4 separate regions of the Sus scrofa genome follow, and all the other regions are linked to region 3. Evidence: chromatin contacts called from public HiChIP or PLAC-seq data. All regions are on one chromosome and are shown on one strand. The core of a region is the stretch at or near the end of the contact, and the rest is flanking DNA. Distances in the headings are between cores, read along the strand shown.

What was found. HiChIP or PLAC-seq counts read pairs in DNA pulled down with a chosen protein or histone mark.
Region 1: an H3K27ac HiChIP or PLAC-seq map of alveolar macrophages shows a contact between it and region 3, with 6 times the contacts expected there. The contact joins the enhancer-like site here to the promoter of RNF7 in region 3. A contact is called at or near these places in 2 of 5 promoter capture datasets (fetal liver and liver), 17 of 47 Hi-C or Micro-C datasets (alveolar macrophages, brain, embryonic fibroblasts and 9 more) and 2 of 2 datasets of contacts at active chromatin or transcription factors (alveolar macrophages and skeletal muscle).
Region 2: a contact with region 3 is called in an H3K27ac HiChIP or PLAC-seq map of alveolar macrophages. The contact joins the enhancer-like site here to the promoter of RNF7 in region 3. A contact is called at or near these places in 1 of 5 promoter capture datasets (liver), 8 of 47 Hi-C or Micro-C datasets (alveolar macrophages, embryonic fibroblasts, epiblast stem cells and 4 more) and 2 of 2 datasets of contacts at active chromatin or transcription factors (alveolar macrophages and skeletal muscle).
Region 4: a contact with region 3 is called in an H3K27ac HiChIP or PLAC-seq map of alveolar macrophages. The contact joins the enhancer-like site here to the promoter of RNF7 in region 3. A contact is called at or near these places in 9 of 47 Hi-C or Micro-C datasets (brain, embryonic fibroblasts, fetal heart ventricle and 4 more) and 2 of 2 datasets of contacts at active chromatin or transcription factors (alveolar macrophages and skeletal muscle).

Annotation. Positions count from the first base shown.
Region 1 is chr13:82,716,002-82,719,445 of Sscrofa11.1, reverse strand. It overlaps ATP1B3 (sodium/potassium-transporting ATPase subunit beta-3), which reads right to left. Exons shown (of 7, transcript XM_013982100.2): 5 at 2,988-3,038. Among named protein-coding and RNA genes, the nearest start is that of ATP1B3, 37 kb to the right of the region's middle. Within about 2 kb of position 1,540, at least 5 of the 83 cell types and tissues checked have an H3K27ac peak or open chromatin away from gene starts, as enhancers often do. A contact at or near this core is called in alveolar macrophages, retroperitoneal adipose tissue and subcutaneous adipose tissue, where this site is marked.
Region 2 is chr13:82,749,184-82,752,692 of Sscrofa11.1, reverse strand. TFDP2 (transcription factor Dp-2) reads left to right here. Exons shown (of 11, transcript XM_021069559.1): 11 at 1-247. Among named protein-coding and RNA genes, the nearest start is that of ATP1B3, 70 kb to the right of the region's middle. Within about 2 kb of position 1,947, at least 7 of the 83 cell types and tissues checked have an H3K27ac peak or open chromatin away from gene starts, as enhancers often do. A contact at or near this core is called in alveolar macrophages and retroperitoneal adipose tissue, where this site is marked.
Region 3 is chr13:82,546,253-82,549,880 of Sscrofa11.1, reverse strand. RNF7 (ring finger protein 7) reads right to left here and starts at 1,406. Exons shown (of 3, transcript NM_001245011.1): 1 at 1,087-1,406. The coding sequence starts at 1,261. It overlaps LOC102160777 (a long non-coding RNA gene), which reads left to right and starts at 1,441. Exons shown (of 3, transcript XR_001300354.2): 1 at 1,441-1,640.
Region 4 is chr13:82,689,685-82,693,069 of Sscrofa11.1, reverse strand. All of the region lies in intron 1 of ATP1B3 (sodium/potassium-transporting ATPase subunit beta-3), which reads right to left. Among named protein-coding and RNA genes, the nearest start is that of ATP1B3, 11 kb to the right of the region's middle. Within about 2 kb of position 1,874, at least 1 of the 83 cell types and tissues checked has an H3K27ac peak or open chromatin away from gene starts, as enhancers often do. A contact at or near this core is called in alveolar macrophages, where this site is marked.

The DNA.
Region 1 (3,444 bases), core at 291-2,790, 170 kb before region 3:
ATGTAGTCATCACTTGCACATGACTTGAATACACACCAAATGTCCCAAGGAGTGTTTATCTCTGGGTAGCATTTACCAATTTGTTCTCCTTCTGCATTTTTCTAGATTTTCGTAAGTGAACACAATTCTTTTTTTTTTTTTTTTTTTTTTTGCTTTTTAGGGCTGCACCCTTGCATGTGGAGGTTCCCAGACTAGGGGCTGAATTAGAGCTACAGGTGCCAGTCTTTGCCACAGTCACAGCAACACAGGATCCGAGCCGAGTCTGTGACTTACATCACAGCTCATGGCAACACCAAATCCTTAACCCACTGCGCAAGGCCAGGGATCAAACCCACAACCTCAAGGTTACTAGTCGGACTTGTTTCCACTAAGCCACAATGGGAACTCCAACACAATTCATTTTGATAATACAAAAAAAAAAAAAAAAAAACCCCACCTAATGACATAAAAATGAATATTACATCTTTTGCAGGAACCATCCTTTAAAATTAAAGACCGCCTCTTGGAGTTCCCATCGTGGCGCAGTAGTTAACGAATCCGACTAGGAACCATGAGGTTGCTCAGTGGGTTAAGGATCCGGCGTTGCTGTGAGTGGTGGTGTGGGTCGCAGACGTGGCTCGGATCCCGCATTGCTATGGCTCTGGTGTAGGCCAGTGGCTATAGCTCCGATTGGACCCCTAGCCTGGGAACCTCTAAATGCTGCAGGAGCGGCTCAAGAAAAGGCAAAAAGACAAAAAAAAATAAAATAAAATAAAAAATTTAAGAAATTAAAAAATAAAATTAAAGACCACCTCTAAGAGTATGTTCTGTCATCAACATTTTAGTGTTTCCAGGATTCTTAACTTGTAAAAAGCAATTAAAACTGAATTAAAGTTGGAGTTCCCACTGTGGTGCAGCAGGTTAAGGATCCAGCATTGTCACTGCAGTGGCTTTGGTTGGGGTTCAATCCTTGGTCCAGGAACTTCAACATGCCGAGGACAAACAAAAGACAAAACAAAAGACAAGTGTATTACATAAAAAGTAAGTCAACTCAAGAATTTACAGTAAGAACACCTTACATAGACAAATCTAATGGAAAACAGCAACATAAAGATAAGCAGTAAATGTTTTCATCTGTTCATAGCCACACCTTTAAAATGTATGGATTCCACCTGATTACTCCTTTGAGACTAGCCTAGAAGTAAAACGCAAAGTTTTACAAACATTTCTTCCAATTCTGTGTGTTTCTTCTAAAAACAAAAATATTCCACAACTAAATAAACAAAACAAAAACCCCATCAACTTTGATTATTTTATGTACTTTCCGCATAACTCTTCAAAGCAAAAGGGACGGCAAACTGAAATCTGAGTCATTAGACCAGAATTTTTCACTAACATTTCCCCCAACTATTCTGGAAGCAAAAGATACATAACAGATAAACAAGGAGAAAAATCCATTTATAACCCCAAGGGAAGAGTTACATGGAATTGTTTACACTGGCCAAAGGCTTACAGAAACAAAGCCTTAGGAAAGAAGTGGAAAGCTTTGGCCCTTCTGGCCTAAAAGTGTGTGTGTGTGTGCGTGTGTGTGTTTTCCTTTCTTGGTGGTGTTGGCTCCACAGACCCACCGATCTAAGTGTATCTACGTGGTCTGCTCACATGCAGAGGTGAAAGCTCCTGCACACAGTACACTGTCATAAAATCAGCACTTCCACCCGACTGAGGCCTTGCACCCAGCCTTGGAGACTCTACTGCAAAGACTTGTGAGCAAGGGGGATCACAGAGTTACACAACACATTTTCTAAATCTGTCTTGCAGCTGTAATGTTTTCTTCTATCTTAAGAGATGACAGTAGATGCTCACTAGATTTTTAGAAGGATTTGTATATCAAGAAAAACTCAAGTTTAGATGCAGCATCTGGTTTTAAGTGAAATTTTTATCTAAGTTTCCTGCTGAGCTGATTAAGGCGTAAGGAGCTAAAGTGAGTTGCCTATGGTTACACAGGCACACTTCAACCCAGATGAGAAACAACCAACTTCCTGGCTTTTTAGTCTACTCTAAAGAGTGAATAAATACTCAAAAAAAAAAAAAAAAAAAAAAAAAAAAAAAAGGATACTCTAAAGCAGAAGTTCTCAAAGTGTCACCAGGAAACTTCATAGGCAGAAGTGCAAACTTGGGGGCCTAACCCCAGACCTACTAGGTCAGAAACAGGGAACCAACAAACCCTCCAAGTGAATCTGAAGTATGATCAGATTTGAAAACCACTCCACTCCACTCTGCCCCAATAAGAAAGCCATTCATGGTTAAAAGGAATTAACAGTTTCCCTTCATCAACAACTTCAGAAGCAATTCCAATGTAACATTTCAAGTAAGATACTTCTGACATATAACTGGTGCTGGAATGCTAATATTCTATACAATGATAAAATTAAATTTAGAATTTAACAGTTTCTCCTGAGAACTCTTACCCATTATTTACTTATTTGTCTTAGTTGCTCTTTGCAGCATGGAGAGAAAACAACAGAAATCATAAAATGAAAACTGCACAACACTCTGGAAAAAAGGTAAAGATAGAACAAAATAATGCCTCTACCTTAAGGAAAAGTATCATGTTTCATTAAATCTCAGATGCCACTGACATACACCAATTTATGTAGAGGAAAATAACTCAACACACTATTAAGATACTTATCAACTATAAGTCCAATCCTAATTTCAGTGTTATTAAGCTAAAAAGTGAATCTAGAATCAACAAAATATGGTATATGTAAATATAAAGGCAGAGAACGTGAAATCAAACGCACATAGAAAACAAGTCTTTTTGAATTATCATTGGCAAACAGACAAGGGCTATACCTCCCAAGGATGGTGGAATTTTATTCTTTTAAGAACAGCACTACAACGGACTTTAAAAATGTGATGGGGGAAAAGAAATGACTCAACTCAGACTTTTAAGATACACTAAAGCTTTGACAAAAATATTTAACAAGCATTTTCTGAATACTAACCTTCGAAATACATTCTATCCTTGGTTCTCCTTGAGGCTTTAATCCAATTATCTAAGACAAAGAAATACTGATTAATTGAAACATAACAAATGTAAACAACAGAACTCTCCTTCTTTGTTGCTGGGGAAAAGGGGTGGAAGGGTTGAGATGAACACTAATATTGTATTAAAATCCTGTTAACATCTGCCTTTAATTTTATTTTAGAGGATTAGAACAGACTTTTCAATATAGTAATCTTACCAATTACTTATTATAGTACTGGGACAATTTAGACAATAAATCAGTTATCAAAGAATTGACCAAAACACAGCACTGTGCTTTGCTACCCTTAAAACAAACAAAAAGAAACTTTTATATTATTTACACGAACACATCATTAAAGCAAAGTAAAAACTGCAAAGGCATAATATAGTAATGACCTGTTCTTCATGGAAATATATTTGGTCACAACCCTACC
Region 2 (3,509 bases), core at 698-3,197, 200 kb before region 3:
TTTTCCATCCCTAGGACCCACCACAGCGGCTCACTCTAAAGCTCTGAGGGTTGGGCCTGGGAAGCTGTATTTTTAATAAACTGAGTGATGGTTTTTGCCCATTAGTGTTGTACCTTTGTCCATCACGTAAGATTAAAAGAAGGAAAGAATAAGCATTTGAAATTGTACTTGAGGAAAAAATGTTATCAGACTGTTCTATGATTTGAATGAGATGTACTATATAGAAAAAATAAATAATTAAAAAAAATAGTAGTCTCATCATTAGCAGGCTGACGGAAGGGTTAGTGGATATTGTGGTGCCCTGCCCAGCCCCTGCCCCAGCCGTGCCCTTCCCACAGGAACTGCCCTCAAGAGGGAGCTTCCTCACTGAGGTCACACCACATGCAAACAGGGAGATGGTAGAGAAGCCCAGCCTCTTTGCCCCAACTCAGGGTATCTGAAGGGCCTTCTCAGCTTCAGGTGCCCCATGGCATTGGATGGTTCCTCTGGCAACTGTGTCCTCACCCTGCTCTACTCATAGGTCATGTTCCACGTCTCACCTGGGATGGAAATGTGTCAGATGGTTAAAGGTTTTCTGTTAGAGACCTTTATAAGGTCACTTTACAGCAATGTAGAAATGACTGAATTGAATAGTTTTTTAGGGAAAACGTGTCTCTTCCCTTTAACCAAACCAGCATCAGAGGGAACAGCTACAATGATGAGTAGAGTGCTCCCAGGCCTCAGGAGCCCCCCACCCTCCTCTTCTGCTCAAACATCTTGGGGAGAGGAAGGGGCCCTGGTTAAGGCTGTCATAACATGTAGTCTGAGCTGGGTGCTTGGCAGGCATGTGGACAGAGGAGGGTTTGAAGCTGCTGGGGATCACAGAATGGGGCCACGTCTTAAACTCTAGGACCTGGTTAAGGAAATGATTGAATGTTGGAGTGGGGAGCCAGTGCCCAGCTCTTACCCCAAGGACTTCCTGGGGTGGTGAGCTTGAACTGCTATCATGTCTTCTCTGCTTCTTCTGTCCTACTGTAGCTACTTTTTTTTTTTTAAGGCTATACCCGTGGCATACGGACGTTCCCAGGCTAGGGGGTCTAATTGGAGCTGCAGCCGCCGGCCTACGCCAGGGCCACAGCAACACCAGATCCAAGCCGTGTCTGCAACCTACACTGCGGCTCACAGCAACGCTGGATCATTAACCCACTGAGCAAGGCCGGGGACTGAACCTGCCTCCCCACGGACACTATGTCAGGTTCTTAATCCGCAGAGTCACAATGGGAATTCGGTATTTCTTAGGGCCATTTGGCCGTGAGAAAGTGCCTTCACTCTTGTGGCCACATGAGCGTGTTGAGGACGGCTGGTGGCCATTAACATAGCTACTGGCCACACTGCTGAGCAGGGGGAAGATATCAGCAGAGCCCAAGGAGTTGTTTACTTAAACACAGCTTCATGATGAGCTGGGCTCCACTCTGGTAACAAGGCTCTTTGCCTCTTGGGAGAAGACGGCTTCGACCAGGAGAGACGTATCCAGAAGACGAAACTCAACCTGCCTTTTTCCGGTTCCTACTCCATTCTTTCTGGCGGATGCATTGCTTCTGCTGTTCCACACTTTTCCAGTTCTGTCTTGTTTATCTGAGCACAGGCTCCTCTCCCTGCTTAAGCCCAGACACCTCCAACGTTCCCCGCTTTGTTGCCTGGGAAGAGGGCTCTGTGTGTTCTTTCTGTGGACAGTTGCCATGTGCGCAGGAGCTCACTGCTCACCACCAGCCCAACTTTCTTCCTGAGAGGGCTTTCCAGCTTCTTGCTGAAACTTGTTTTCAGGAAATCTCTGTGGTTTAAAGGAAGGCTTGTGTCAGGGTGGGTGAAACCAATCCCATTGAATGCAAAGTACAATTTGTCATAACTGCTCTTTCACTTTCATGCCAGTCACTTTCTGGCATTTTTCTGCTGGGGCACAGCAACTATCACCAACCACTTCCTCCTTGCTTGCTTGTCTTCTGCCTTGCTCAAGGGCTTCAAGTACAATATCGCCCACTGTACTGAGGTCAGGAGCTTTGTTTTCATGCCCTAGCACTTGGACGTGCCCCCAGAGCCAGAATTCAATTAGAAATCCTGAGAAGAGTGTGCATTAAAGCCTGAAAATGATGGTCCTAAACAAGGGACCATCTCCACAGGATTGATTTTCAGATTCTGCTAATAAATACTTTTTTTGGGATCTCTGGTAAACAAAGGCTTGTATTGGATCTTCAACCTGAATACAATAGTGCTTTCACAGAAGGTGTTTTTAGAGCATTTAGGTGCTGCCTGCCTTGTTGATGGTCACTGGGGTGCAGACCAGGCCTTCTTGCCACTGGAGCAGCAGTGGGTACTTCTGCATGCAGAGCTGCTGCCACCCTGCCATCATCTAAAAGAACCACTGGAGTTCCCGTCATGGCGCAGCGGTTAACAAATCCGACTAGGAACCATGAGGTTGCAGGTTCGATCCCTGGCCTTGCTCAGTGGGTTAAGGATCCAGCATTGCCGTGAGCTGTGGTGTGGGTTGCAGAAGCGGCTCGGATCCTGCGTTGCTGTGGCTCTGGCATAGGTCAGCGGCTACAGCTCCGACTGGACCCCTAGCCTGGGAACCTCCATATGTTGCGGGAAGCGGCCCTAAAAAAGGCAAAAAGACAAAATAAAATAAAATAAAAAAAAAATAGGAACCATTGCCTCAAGTTTTATCAAGATTTGGTTTATCAATCACTATTAACAGTTAAAGATGGGAACAAGAATATTTCAAAAATACTTGTGGAGAGAGTTCCTGTTTTGGCTTGGCAGGTTAAGACCCTCATATAGTGTCTGCGAGGATGTGGGTTTGATCCCTGGCTTCAGTGGGTTAAGGATCCAGTGTTGCCACTAGCTGTGTAGGTCACAGATGTGGCTCAGATCTATGCCATGGCTGTGGTGTAGACTGAAGCTGCAGCTCCAATGGGACCCCTAGCCTGGGAACTTCCACATGCTGTAGGTGTGGTTATAAAAAAATTAAAAAACAAAACTGGTGGAGGAGTTCCCTTGCGGTGCAGCAGATTAAGGATCTGGCCTTCTCACTGCAGGGACTCAGGTCACTGCTGTGCCTTGGGTTTGATCCCTGGCCCAGTAACTTCTACATGTCATGGGCACAGCCCCAAAAAAACACTTGTGGAAATTATTTTTAAGAACCAAAACCAAGGATCTGGCATTGCCGTAAGCTGTGGTGTAGGTTGCAGACGCGGCTCAGATCCTGTGTTGCTGTGGCTGCAGTGTAAGCCGGTGGCTACAGCTCCAATTAGACCTGTAGCCTGGGAACCTCCATATGCCAAGGAAGCAGCCCTAGGAAAGGCAAAAAGACACACACACACACACACACACACCCCCACACCCACACACACATACACACACAAACGAAAACCAAAACTTGAGCCCAGTGGCTACCCTTGAAAGTTGGATTAAAGGCATGTAAGGAGGAGTTCCCATCGTGGCTTAGTGGTTAATGAATCCGACTGGGAACCATG
Region 3 (3,628 bases), core at 157-2,656:
TAGATTTTATTTTTTCTTTTATAGTTGATTTGGTTCCTAGTCGGATTCATTTCTGCTGCGCCACGAAGGGAACTCCTTATAGTTGATTTGAGAGCAATTTTTGAGTTATTTTCTCCAAAACTCTGATTTTTCGGTTTAAGATGTAAAAGCTTTCAAACTATAGAAACCTCGGTTTCATTTAAGATGCTCTCACAGTGATTTTAAATGCCCTATTAAAAAAAATAAGGATGCATTTAAACAGCATCTCTTTTTCAAGGTGTTCTGAGATCTTAGAACAGAAACCATATAAAATATAACAGGATGAAGCTGTCCCGAAAGGTTTCACTTGGTCCAATATTTTTAAAAAAATTTATAGAAAGAAGTGACTTATTTGTAAAAGAAAATTCTCCACAAAGGCCTATCAGGACACTGTCTTCTCCAGGAAATGGCATCCTTTGATAGCGTAGGGCCAGGAATGAGATTAAAATTTATGTTTCTGAATAAAGGGCTTAACATTCTTCTTCAAGACAAGCTACTGCCATCTGACCAGTCTTGAATCATCCAAGTTTTAAAGCCAGCAGAACAGTAGCTAATCCCGAAAGGCAACAGCTAGGGACACTTCTTTCCTGCGCCTCTCCGGAACAAGACTAAGAGTCATTACTGTGGAAGATGACTCCAGAGCATCACTCTGGTGTGTGAAAAGAAGCATTAAAACGACCCGCTGACTCAGGGCCTTGACCGTGACCTCTACAGTTTGCTTTTAGAAAAGGGTGGCGAGGTTGGGCCCACAAACCAAAGTGGTGCCTCGCAGCTCCCATCAACTCACCTACTTTTATTGTCTTGACCACACCCATCACTACCTGAAATTACCTTTTTAACTGCCCTGCTTTCCACCTGTTTCGTTCCCCAGACTACCAGTCCCCGTCGCCGGCCGCAGCCCTCCGACTAGCAGCAGCACGGGCGTGGCCCCAGTCTTTCGCTCCCAGGCAGGGCGACCCCGCCCCTATACCTCCAGGAACAGTCTCTCCGAGGCTCGGTGTGTCCCACGGGCCGGAGCTGGGCCCGCGGAGGCCGCAGCACAGCCAGGGTCTCGAGTGCAGCGCTTACCCATCACCTGGACCCTGCAGATGGCGCACGTATCGCACTCCACGTCCCAGCTCCACATGGCCACCGCGTTCCACTTCTTCAGAGAGAACATCTTGTCGCCTCCCGACTTGGTTCCTGAGCTACCGGAGTGAGAGGACAGGGCGCAGGGCTCCTCGCCGTCTTCCACGTCTGCCATGGCGGCGGCGCGAAGCCGGCGGCGGAGACGTTAGGTTGCGGAAGGCGGGCGACTATGGCGGCTCCCTGGGGCCCCTCGCCGGGCCACAGCGCCGCCCGCAGGCTGCGGGCCACCGTGGGGCCTACGACGGAGGCCGCCCGAGACTGGCTGGCGCGTCCCAGTGACGTCACCGCCCCCGCGCCCTGGGCCCGGCCCGCTCCGACTCTTTGGCCAAGAATGGGCGCCGCGCTCAGGAGGGTTGCCGGTGCAGGAAGCAGGTGTTCTGCTTTATGCCTTCGTGACCCTTCTGGCTCTCACAAGTTGTCATATTGATGTACTCCCTTCCTAAATGAAAACGCCATCGGAGCGAGGACGTGACTTGATCACCACCTTCTCCTGGGTATGTGAAAAATGCCTGGCCTCAGGAGGGGTAGTTATTTGTTGAGTGAATGAATGACTATCTTTTAGAAATCTGGTTCAGCCGTTCTCAAACTTTTTGGTCTTGGCACCCCTTTACACTTAAGAATCACTGGAACATTAAAGAACTTTCGGTTTGTAAAATATGTGTACACACAAACACACACTTTTTTTTTAAGAAATACGAAAAAAATTTTAATGTATTCACTTAAAAAATAACCATAGGAGTTCCTGTTGTGGTTAAGCGATGAGGAACCCGACTAGTATCTAGTATACATGAGAATGCAGGTTCAATCCCTGGCCTTGCTCAGTGGATCGGTGTTGTTGTGAGCTGTGGTGTAGGCTGGTAGCTGTATCCGATTCAGCCCCTAGCCTGGGAACTTCCATATGCCACAGGTGTGCCCCCACCCCCCGCCCCCGCAAGGAAAAGCAATAAACCCATTACAAGTAATCATTAGAACAAGGATATCACATATCTTGTAGCTTTTATAAAACTCCACTGTATACTCACAGGAGAAAGTGAAGAGAAATAGCGGTGAATATTGTTATGCAAATACTTTTGACCTTGTTTCCCCTGAAAGGATCCCAGGAACCCCCGGGGACCACACTCTGAGAACCTCTATCTAGTCCAACATCCTCCTTTTATTGATAGGAATGTTGAGGTCCAGAAAAATAAGATAAAGACACACCATTATTCCCTAAAGGTAACTGTTTTGAATCCAGGGTTCTTCTGCATCTAGCCCGGGGTCATATTATTATGTTTTCCCAAGCAAAGCAGATAACATCTCTATTTAAATAAGAAAGCTGTGGTATGGAGAGCCCACGAAGATGCCTGATCACCACTACCACCTAGTGGTGGACACCTGCTGTGTCGGGTTTGGAATTCAGAGCCTCCCACCTTTTCCTACTGGGCCTCATCCCCTCCTCTCCTGATGTCTGGATGGGGGCTAGAAGCTCCAGAAATCTGGCGGAGGAGGCAAGGAAGCATATATGTGTGAAAATATAAATGTGGATACATTTGGGTCACATTTGGCTAGATGCTGATGGAAGAGGTGACGTTTGAACTGGGGGAAGATGGGAGGCATCGGAGGCCCGGAAGTGGGTGGAGAAAGCAAACCTCTGCAAGGCTGTCAGGTTGAACAGAGCAGTAGTAGTGGTGGCAGATGTAAAGTTGACCCCACTAAGTTTATGAGCCAGACAAAAATGCCTGTAAACAAACCCAGATGAACCATAAAGGACACACATTTTACTCACATTAAGCTACCACACATCTGACTAGAGATGCTATAAATGCCAGATAGTTAATTTAAAAAAGAAGGCTAGAACCAGATGAGGATAAAATGCCCCCAGTTGGGGGGAACTGGGCAGTTTGAAAGAGAAAAGGAGGGAACTCAGATGAAAGGCTAGAGGATGATTAAGAATGAGAAATGGTAGGAGTTCCCTCTCATGGCTCAGTGGGTTAAGGACCTGGCATTGTCACTGCTCTGGCTCAGGTTACAGCTGTAGTATGTTCAATCCCTGTCCCTTCTGCATGCCCTGGGTGTGGCCAAAAAAGAAGGGGACAAGGAATGGTACATGCTTATGCCTCATCTGAACCTCTTCACTCTGTTCCTGGCTTATTGTGTCCTGACTTCTTGTCTGGCCTCCCCATTCAATCTAAAGTGCCTGTTTAATCTGCTTAGATCCCCCTTTCCACCTGACACTAGCCTGCTCAAAATGTTCCATGGCTCTCCATTATCATCAGAACAAAATCTAAATGTCCCAGCTGGTCCTTTAAATCCTGCCACAGTATGGCCCCAACCTACCTTTCTAATGTTATCTCCAAGCACTCCTCTCTGAGACCCTCATCAGATTAGTTGATTCAGCCATCCAAAGACACCTTAGACTCTTCTCTTCCCCCGACTCCATTTAACATCTCTGGAAGTGGTCAGAACCTCCCTCTGTCTGCTCTAACTACATTGCGTTTGCTGT
Region 4 (3,385 bases), core at 625-3,124, 140 kb before region 3:
CTCTATGCCAAAAAGCACATGCTACATGTCCATGCATTTCAAGTTTCAGAAAACACGAACTAATCTAAAGTGTCAAACAAAAGCAGATCTATCCCTAGATCCTGAAGAGGTAGGGAAAGAGAAAGATTACAAATGGGAAAGAGGGTATTTGGGGGGGGGTGATGAATATTTTCATTACCTTTAGTGATAGTTTCATGAGTACTATACATATATGCATATAGGTGAGTATACATCAAAACTCAAGTCATACTCTTTAAACACATGCAGTCTACTGTGTGTCACCATAACAACTCACTTAAGCTGTTTAAAAAACAAATTATCTAGAGAATTGGCCAGACCAAAGAAAAATTCAGGGAAGTAAAAGATCAAACCAAGGTATTCTATAAAATTGGGCAAGAATGTAGAGAGGGAGTGTGTGGAGATTGTTGAGACATGGGGGGAGAGAACCGGAATATCAACCAATCTAACAAGAATTCCGCAAGAAAAGGGTAGAGTGTGGAGAATGCTCAAAGAAATAAGATATTTTGTATCTAGACTGGAAAAGATTGAGAACTACTAGAAAACACCCTGTAACTAGACACCCTGCAACAGGTAAAACTTAAGAGTACTAATAAAGCAAAAACGTCTTTAAAGATTCTAAAAAGATAAAAGAGGTTCCACCTAGGACAGAGAAATATGACCGACAGATATCTCATCTGCCAAAAATAAAACAATATATTCCAAATTGAGGAAAAATGATTATAAACTAAAAGATCAACCAACCAAGAAAACAAAAGGACATCGCCAGATGTGCAGGACTTAGAATATCTACTATCCTCAATTCCACCTGTAAGAATGGTTATACACCCCCCAAAATTGACAAGCAATAACAAAAAAATTGCTAACAACCTAAGTGTCCTCAAAGGAGAAATAAAATACATGATGGAAAATTACAGTAATTACTAAATTACAATTACTAAAATTAATTGTAGTTTAAACAGGAATGAAGTAGACCTCAAAAACTCCAAGTAGAGGAGTTCCCATCGTGGTGCAGTGGAAACAAATCTGACTAGGAACTAGTTGGGTGTGATCCCCAGTGGGCTAAGGATCGGTGATGCACCTTGGATCTGGCGTTGCTGTGGTTGTGTCATAGGCCAGCAGGTCCAGCTCCAATTGGACCCCTAACCTGGGAACCTCTATATGCCACTGGTGCAACCAGCCCTTAAAAAAAAAGACCAACCAACCAACCAAAAAAAAACCTCCAAGTGGAAAAAAAGTAACCTCAGAATGATACATACCACATGCTCAAATTTAAAACACTCAAAATAATTTCAAAATTCTATAAATTACTATATATCATATTTGCTAATGGACCAGAAACTTAAAAAATCAAATTCATAAATAGTGGTTACCTCTGAATAAGGGATTGAGGGATGTGGTAAAGGAAGAAAAACTTATTTATATGTTATCTAAGTTGAAAAAAAATACAAAGCTTAGAGACTAAATTCCAGAAAAAGCTAGTAATTGTACAGTTTTCATTTTTTTTTAAGTTTTCTTTAAAAATTTAAGCCAAACTTTCTAGCTTGGGGAGGGCAGCTGAGGTGGTAGCGGCCAGGAGAAAACAAAAAATTTTTAATTAAGCGAAAGAAGGAGATCTCTTGTGCAGCAACAGGATAAGAACCTGACATTGTCACTGCAGTGGCTTGGGCCACCATTGTGGCGCAGGTTCCATCATCCCTGGCCTGAGAACTTCCACATGATGTGGTCGCAGCCAAAAAATAAAAAATAATGAAAATATGGACTTCCCGCTGTGGCGCCAACAGCCGTGTCTCTGGAGCACTGGGTCAAAGGTTCAGACCCTGGCCCAGTACAGTGGATTAAGGAACCACACGTTGCCACAGCTCTGGCATATGTTGTAACTGCGGCTAGGATGTGATCCCTGGCCTGGGAACTGCTTATGCTTCAGGGAAGCCAAAATAGAAGAAAAATCTAACCCAATGATGAAAAATATATGAAGCAATGGTGAGCAAAGAAATCAGTAAGACCCGCTGGTAACATACGAGTAAGTGCTGATTTTAATTTTTTTTCCTTATCTCAGGTCTGAGGGATAATTTACGTTAATTATTTTCATTGATTCCAAGTGCACAATCCCAATAACTAAGTTGCATAAACTGTGAAACCACCCATTACACTATGATACAGAACATTTCTATCACCTTCTGGTGGAAGGTTCCTTGTGCCCATCTGCAACTCATACATCCTTCACCAGCCAGCCAATGATTTTCTATTGCCACTACTTTAGCCTGTATTTTATACAAAGTCAAATTTTTAATTTATTTAATTTAATAACAAATTAAGGTTCCCAAAATAGCAGGGCAGGAATAATTTAACAGTAGTCCAACGAAAAACATTCTCAAAGCGGGTTTTAAAAAAAACTCACTAGATGCTATTTATAGATGAAACCTAAAATTGTAACACATAACAGCTGAAAATAAAGTAGATCTTGGCTAACAAAATGAAATGTAGATATAGCATTATTACCTAAGCAAACCAGAATTCAAGTCAAAAAGTCAAGCAAAAAGTACTGAGCAAAGATAAAGCTTAAAATACATACAGCAAAAGCAGAATTATGAAATTTATAACAATCAGAATTTGTAACAATCAGAATCAAAATTTATAACTATTCCTCATATTCCATATATATATATATACACACATACATATTTACATATAAAATGTGCTGGAAAAGGACTAGTAGTAGAACTGATAAGCAATCATTATCTGTAGGAAAGACTCCATGATTGGTGGAAGGCAGTCAACAGAAACACGAATATATTCAAATATTCTTTTTCTCCAACATTCATTTATGAATATTTATAATTACAAAAAAAAGGTTAAAAGAAATGTAAGTGAACACGCACCTATATTCTACAGTGAATAGTCTACTACATTTAGCTCCTATTCACTATTTTTTTTAATGCATTTCAAGTTGTGGATGTGGGGACACTTAACCCCTAAACACTTCAAAATGCTTATTAACTCAAACTGAGAGAAAAAAATTAGATTCAGTGAATACACAAATTGCCAATTACCATGGACTGACAAATGTATTCACCGCTAATGATTCAAACTGTTACCGAGATATAAAACATTACCATCACTATTCCATCATCCTATAAAGTTCTCTTAAGCCCCTTCCCAGTCAATCCCCATGCCCACTACCCCAGAGGCAAACACCATTCTGGGCTTTTTTCTAGCATAGTAAGTATTGCTTGTTTTAGAGGTTCACAGAAATGAAATTGTATAGTATGTTCTCCTTAGTAAAGCTTTTCTGTTCAGCCTGTGGGTTTCACCCATGTTTTGTATATCTGGAGTTCATTCCATTTTACTGCTGAGTAGTATTCCA